2 separate regions of the Pan troglodytes genome follow, and region 2 is linked to region 1. A link is a contact called in public Hi-C data. All regions are on one chromosome and are shown on one strand. Each heading gives the region's core, a stretch centred on a gene start, on an enhancer-like site or on the middle of the called end of the contact. The rest is flanking DNA. Distances are from core to core; before and after follow the strand shown. Region 1 overlaps CAMTA1 (calmodulin binding transcription activator 1). Region 2 overlaps CAMTA1 (calmodulin binding transcription activator 1).

Region 1 (2,700 bases), core at 182-2,681:
AACGAAAGGGAGATGAGTGTAGGACTTTATGCAATTTTGCTCCTACGTTACCCACACATTCATTCAAAGTTTGAGGATCAGACTAGAAGAAATGAGGAAAAAGTCTAGCACGACTTAACTTGCAGACATTCTGGTTTGTCTGAAGTGGCCTAAAGAAGAGTGGTGTTAAGGTAATTTTCTTGAAAACAAAATCTATCTGGAAAGTATTAACCACAGTGTCATGAAAGAAGATGTGATTCTGCTCAAAGTGGCCAAAGTCTATTGGTTTCAGTGCTGGATAGGATCTTGCTCAGGTTTTTCATTTTGCAGGCCGAAGAGGAAAAGGGAGGAAGGAACTATGAATGTATTGGAGAATGTAAGGAAAAGGGCCCAGGTGAGTCCTTGATCTGTTCACCATATAAAGAAAATCAGCTACTCTCTTTGGTCCTAAGTCCCTGCTAAGTAAAAGGTATGATTGAATAATAAAGGAAAGAGGCTGCCTTTGGTAAGGCTTGCAGAATTAATTTCATGATCTTAGAGCCATACCCGTTTTGGGGATGCATTTCCTAACAGGACTTCCTGTTTCAGAGTACTGACACTGGTATGTTACTCATTAGCTATCATGGTGAAAAATCTCCCATCCTTGCATGGTGGAAAGTAAATGTTGCTGAGGCACAGGGCGAGTGAACATTAGCTTCTGCATGGCATCGTAGCTGGGGAAAACCATCTATCCTAGTGAATGCCGTTTTTTAAGTTTTTATGATGTTAATGCAGTGGCTGTGCATGTTTCCTTCTATGGTCACAAAAATAAATTCTTCTGTTAATTTAAGTAAAAGTACAAATAACCCATTAAACCTATTAAGTCTTAAAGGCAAGATATTTTCAAAGCCGGCAATCATATGGTATAGGAGTAAGAAAAACTAAAGCAAAATGAAACATCCAAGGAATCCAATTAAATATGAACACTAGGACTTTTGGTATAATTAAATAGGAAGAGGAAGTAAGACATTAGAGAGTCTGCTTTAATGTTTGGTATTGTAAACTGCACAGCTCCTGACACACAGAGCAACAACCCAACCACACAGAAGGTGGTCTACACCCAGCTCGGACGGCCGCAGTTACAGACGTCAGACTGGAAGATTCACCTGGATAAAGAACACAAACCACTTTCACCAGCCCTCTGAAATCTAAGTAGAGACGCTAGTCTTCATAAAGAAATCTCAAATTTGAGGAACAAAGAGAAATTCCTCTGGCTTAGCTCCATGAGAAGATGCTGCATCCCACAGAATGCTGGGGTCACAGGACCCCATTTCCTACTAATTGAAGATGTGCCCAGAGTCTCAGATGTCTTTCTTTTCCTGAACAGCTGCATTCCAGTGATCTCTCCTGTTCCTCATCACGGACCGGCTTTAATTGATAGTTTAATAATAGAGCATGTTGGCGATTACATGACCAGCAGAGGGCACCAGCTATTTGGTGGAAATTCTACATCAGAAAACTTGTTTGGAATTCATGGTTTTCTTTCCCTTCCTTGAGACTAGAAACTGTTTTCTGTTTGGACACGCGCTAGCATAGTAAAGGATTAGAGCAAAGAACATACTGCAATGTGGCATATCAATCGCAGATTAAAGAGAAACTTAGAATTAAAAGCTAGTCTGACTAAGTTGACCTCACACCCAAATTGAAACAGAAAAACACGGGCATGAATCTCCATTGTTCAAACAGCATCGTCTGACATGGTTACCAGCACTCCAAGGGTAGCAACCTGATCCCTACGTAAAGAGCTCTACCGCCCTATTGTAATTTGGGACGTCTGCCCTGATTATCTGCAGGGGGATTAGCTTTACATAGGAGTTAGTGAGGGTTAAGAAGGTCAGGGTTGCTTCATCATTCTCCCTGAGCAGAATGTATAAACAAGGACTAGTGTACCTGTGGCGACAGCGGCGTAGAAACCTCATTATTTTTCGAGCAGCTTGATCCTGCTTTTTGGTTAGCAAACTGCTCCTGAAAAAGTCAGAATATTATTGTCACAAGAAGGTTACAGTAAAGCCCAATATGGAAAACTGGTCAGCAGTGACAGAGGACTCTGAATTAAGCAGTTCGTGTAGCAAAGCCAACAGCATACGTTAAAGATGTATACAATCTGAAGGGGGATGAGTGCGTATGCTGTTCCCATAGTATCGAGTCCGGGCATCACTAGAGGAGAAAGGAGGGCGTGTATAGGCGCTCTCAGCTTCAAGACAAGACTATACAAAGACTGAAAATAAAATGTCACTTAAATATTCTTCCACAATTCATTATAAGCTCATTTTGCCACAAAAGGCATTCTGGCATTAGACAGGCTTTCTTAGTTTACAAGGTGATTCACCAGAGTTGATACACTCTTTGGGCCATTTTGTAAATGTACTGATCAATGTATTTTACTTGGCTCAACATTTTTATTACAGTCTCTAAAATGGAACAGCTTAACCCTAATTACTCTCCCAAGGTCTCACATGCAGTAATTCTACAATTTCACTCATTTCCCATTTGTGTCAAGAATAGCCTTGTCTCTAATCGGAACATAGCATCATATACATTTCAGTTACATTAGGATTAGGAACAAGTTCTGTTTAGAAATGACTCCAAGAATAGTTTTCATATTTTATTTTCACATTGAAAATCAGATTTCCTTCAGCCTCAAAGAGCATGTTTATGTAAAATTACATGAGTGCTGGCAGC
Region 2 (2,700 bases), core at 96-2,595, 74 kb after region 1:
ATTGCCTGCCTATCTCTAGCCTGGAAGAGGTCCCCCTTGCATCTCTGTATGAAGAGCTGGCCTGCTCAGACCTCCCTGGGGTCCTGTGCAAATGGCCTGGGGTCAGGTCAGGACAGAGGAAATTTGTTCTGAATCCACACCTTTGTGGGTGGAGGAGAAATGGTGAAAACGGCAGTTCCCGAAGACCCTGGGTTAAAGGCAGCCGCTCATTCCCTCTCCTGCCACCCTTGATGCCCCCTCTTCCCGGGCTAACCCTGCTCAGGCTTCAGGTCTCACCAAGGGGGTCGCTTCCTCTGTGAAACCTTCCTTACCACTAGTCGGATTCAGCTTTTTGACAGTCCCTCCTGCACTCATTCACGTGTGCCTGCATTCATATCACAAATATGTACTGCAGCCCACCACGTGCCAGCCCTGGGCTAAGTGATGGGGGTCCAGCAGACAGGGCCTTTGACCCTGGAGCTCACAGTGGGGCGCAGGGGAAGGGAGGGGAAGACCCCTAGGTCTGGGGGAGGCGCTGCAGCTCCGGGATCCAGAAGGCTGCGGCGACTCCCCCCACCTTCCCCCATCTCCACGCCCGGTCTCTCCCAGGATGGCTGCGCCCCAGCTGAGATTTTGGGGACGTCGGGTCCCTGCCTCCCGGCCCCAACGTGGGGACGATCGCCCTCCGCAGGGCGGGGCTGCGCAAACAAAAGCTACGCCGCGGGGACAAAGGCTGCGCCGCGGGGACAAAGACTTCGCCGCAGCTCCTGCTGCTGCTGCTGCGCGCGCGCGCGAGTTCTCTGCGCCCCGGACCCACGCCCCCCACTCGGCCTTTAGCCAAGCAAACAAATTCATGTTTTAGATCAAATGAGGGCAGACAGTCTCTTCCCCGCCCTCAAACATTTTCCCCCGCGCATGGCAGAGGGGACAAAGGGCGCATCCCACATGCAGCAGAGGCCACCGAACGAGGGAGCCAGGGCTCGCCGCCCACCGAAGGCCTGCGGTCCCCGCCGCACGGTGCGGCGCACTCGGAGGCGGGTGGCCGGGCTCAGGCCTTCCTAGTCCCGCGGTCCTCGCAGTCCCTGCGGGCGCCCCAGACCCCGCAGGGCGCGGCGCCGCCAGCAGTTCCGCGAAGGGCCCCGCATTGCGGCTGCGCGTCGGCGGGAGGGCGCGCGCGTGGGAGAGAGTGTGTGCACGCGCGCCGCCGGCAGCCGTGCCCCAGTTTGCTCCGCGCTGCAGTCCCCTGGCGCCCACCCCTTCCCCAGCCCTCCTCCCCTCTCCGCGGCGAACCCGTCTCCACGGCCCGGCCAGCGCGGAGGGAGAATCGGCCCAGCGCCCGCGGGGACGGGAGGGGCTGAGCCGAGAAGCTGCGGAGACCGAGGGGAGGGGCCGGGAGGGACAGGCGGGGAACGGAAGGCTCACCACCGCCCGGCCACTGCAGCACTGGCCCGGACGCAAAGTTCACGGCCAGGCCCCGTGGCTGACCAGAGGCCCGGGACCCCCGCGCTCCCGACTAGCTGTTCCCGCGGCCCCCTTTGCGCTGCGACTGCGGCGCTGCTTCTCCTCCCCTCCCTTAGTATTTATCAAGCTGGTGAAAGGCTGGGAAGGCTGGGCCCTTGGGTGGGTGAGTGCCTTGTATTCATTCAGGGGGAAAAAGAATAGCCAGGGAAGACCCGCTTCTCCCCAGCCAGGTGGGGTCTGGCAGTTCCTCTGTCCCTGCCTCCCTTCCACTCATTCCTTGAAAGGACAACTGGCCCAGACCAAAGGAAGGCGTCCTTTAGGGCCCTGATCTGCTTTCTGCAGGGCCCCTGGGCCGAGGTGGACCCCAGGCTGGTCCCCTCTGGTTCAGCAGGGCGCTCTGAGCTGGGGGTCCAAGCTGCGGAGCTACTGTTCCCCTAGCTGTGCCCTGGCTGGTGGTAACAGAGGCGATGCTGCTGGACGCCCAGGCCTTGATGTCATCGCCGCCCCAATTCCTGTCACCCTCCTGTGTATCCTGCAGGTGCAGGGGTGCTTATTTCAACTTGGAGGCCCACAGAGTTCAGAGCTCAAAGTTCTGGGGGGAGGGGGCAGCTAGGGAGCAGGTGCCCAGCTTGGTGGCAGGCCCATCTCGAGGGGCCTGGGGTGGCCGAGGTCCCGGGGTGTGTCTGTCATGAAGCAGTTGGGTGGCTCCCCTTCCCCCGGGTTTCTATGGCAGCATCCTCCCGTGCCGTAGCCTCTGGGGTACAGCTGGCTCTCTGGGTTTCCAGGGGGCCTGCAGATGTGTCCTGAGCTCTGGGGCACTGCCTGACTGTGACTTTGCTCTCTGAAAAGGCTCCATCTGCCAGGCAGGGTCCTACAGTGGTCCCAGCATCCTTGGGTTCATTCTAGTAAGGCCGGCCAAGTCACTCAGGGAGAGCCAGAGCTCTGCAGAGTTCCTGACTCCATTCCCCATTTGTTCTGCAAAACTAAAACCGGATTTCCTAAACGGGAGCCCCTGGTCACCCTGCCCTTCCTTGTTACATCCCGTGGGTGGTCATCACAGCTCTGCCTGGCTCCGGCCTCAGCCAGGGATGCTGCCAAGGGCAGCTCGGTGCCCCAGGGCAGCCCATGCTAGGGTTTGCAGACCCAAAGCCGCCCCGGGGAATTGTCTCCTGAGGGTTCACCAGCCAGGGCTGCCGTCGGCACCCTCTCTCTCGGCTGGGGCAGGGACTGGGATAAGGCTGAGGTTTACACACTGGGTGG

What was found. Hi-C and Micro-C count contacts between places; a contact is called where the count stands out from the background.
Region 2: a Hi-C map of stem cell-derived neural progenitor cells shows a contact between it and region 1, with 3 times the contacts expected there. The contact joins two enhancer-like sites. A contact is called at or near these places in 4 of 7 Hi-C or Micro-C datasets (induced pluripotent stem cells, a lymphoblastoid cell line and stem cell-derived neural progenitor cells), 1 of 1 datasets of contacts at active chromatin or transcription factors (stem cell-derived excitatory neurons) and 1 of 1 other capture datasets (stem cell-derived neural stem cells).

Annotation. Positions count from the first base shown.
Region 1 is chr1:224,243,685-224,246,384 of NHGRI_mPanTro3-v2.0_pri, forward strand. It overlaps CAMTA1 (calmodulin binding transcription activator 1), which reads right to left. Exons shown (of 21, transcript XM_054662341.1): 20 at 1,909-1,983. Among named protein-coding and RNA genes, the nearest start is that of VAMP3, 18 kb to the left of the region's middle. Within about 2 kb of position 1,432, at least 12 of the 24 cell types and tissues checked have an H3K27ac peak or open chromatin away from gene starts, as enhancers often do. A contact at or near this core is called in induced pluripotent stem cells, stem cell-derived neural progenitor cells and stem cell-derived neural stem cells, where this site is marked.
Region 2 is chr1:224,317,351-224,320,050 of NHGRI_mPanTro3-v2.0_pri, forward strand. The region is part of intron 10 of CAMTA1 (calmodulin binding transcription activator 1); the gene reads right to left. Among named protein-coding and RNA genes, the nearest start is that of VAMP3, 92 kb to the left of the region's middle. Within about 2 kb of position 1,346, at least 11 of the 24 cell types and tissues checked have an H3K27ac peak or open chromatin away from gene starts, as enhancers often do. A contact at or near this core is called in induced pluripotent stem cells, stem cell-derived neural progenitor cells and stem cell-derived neural stem cells, where this site is marked.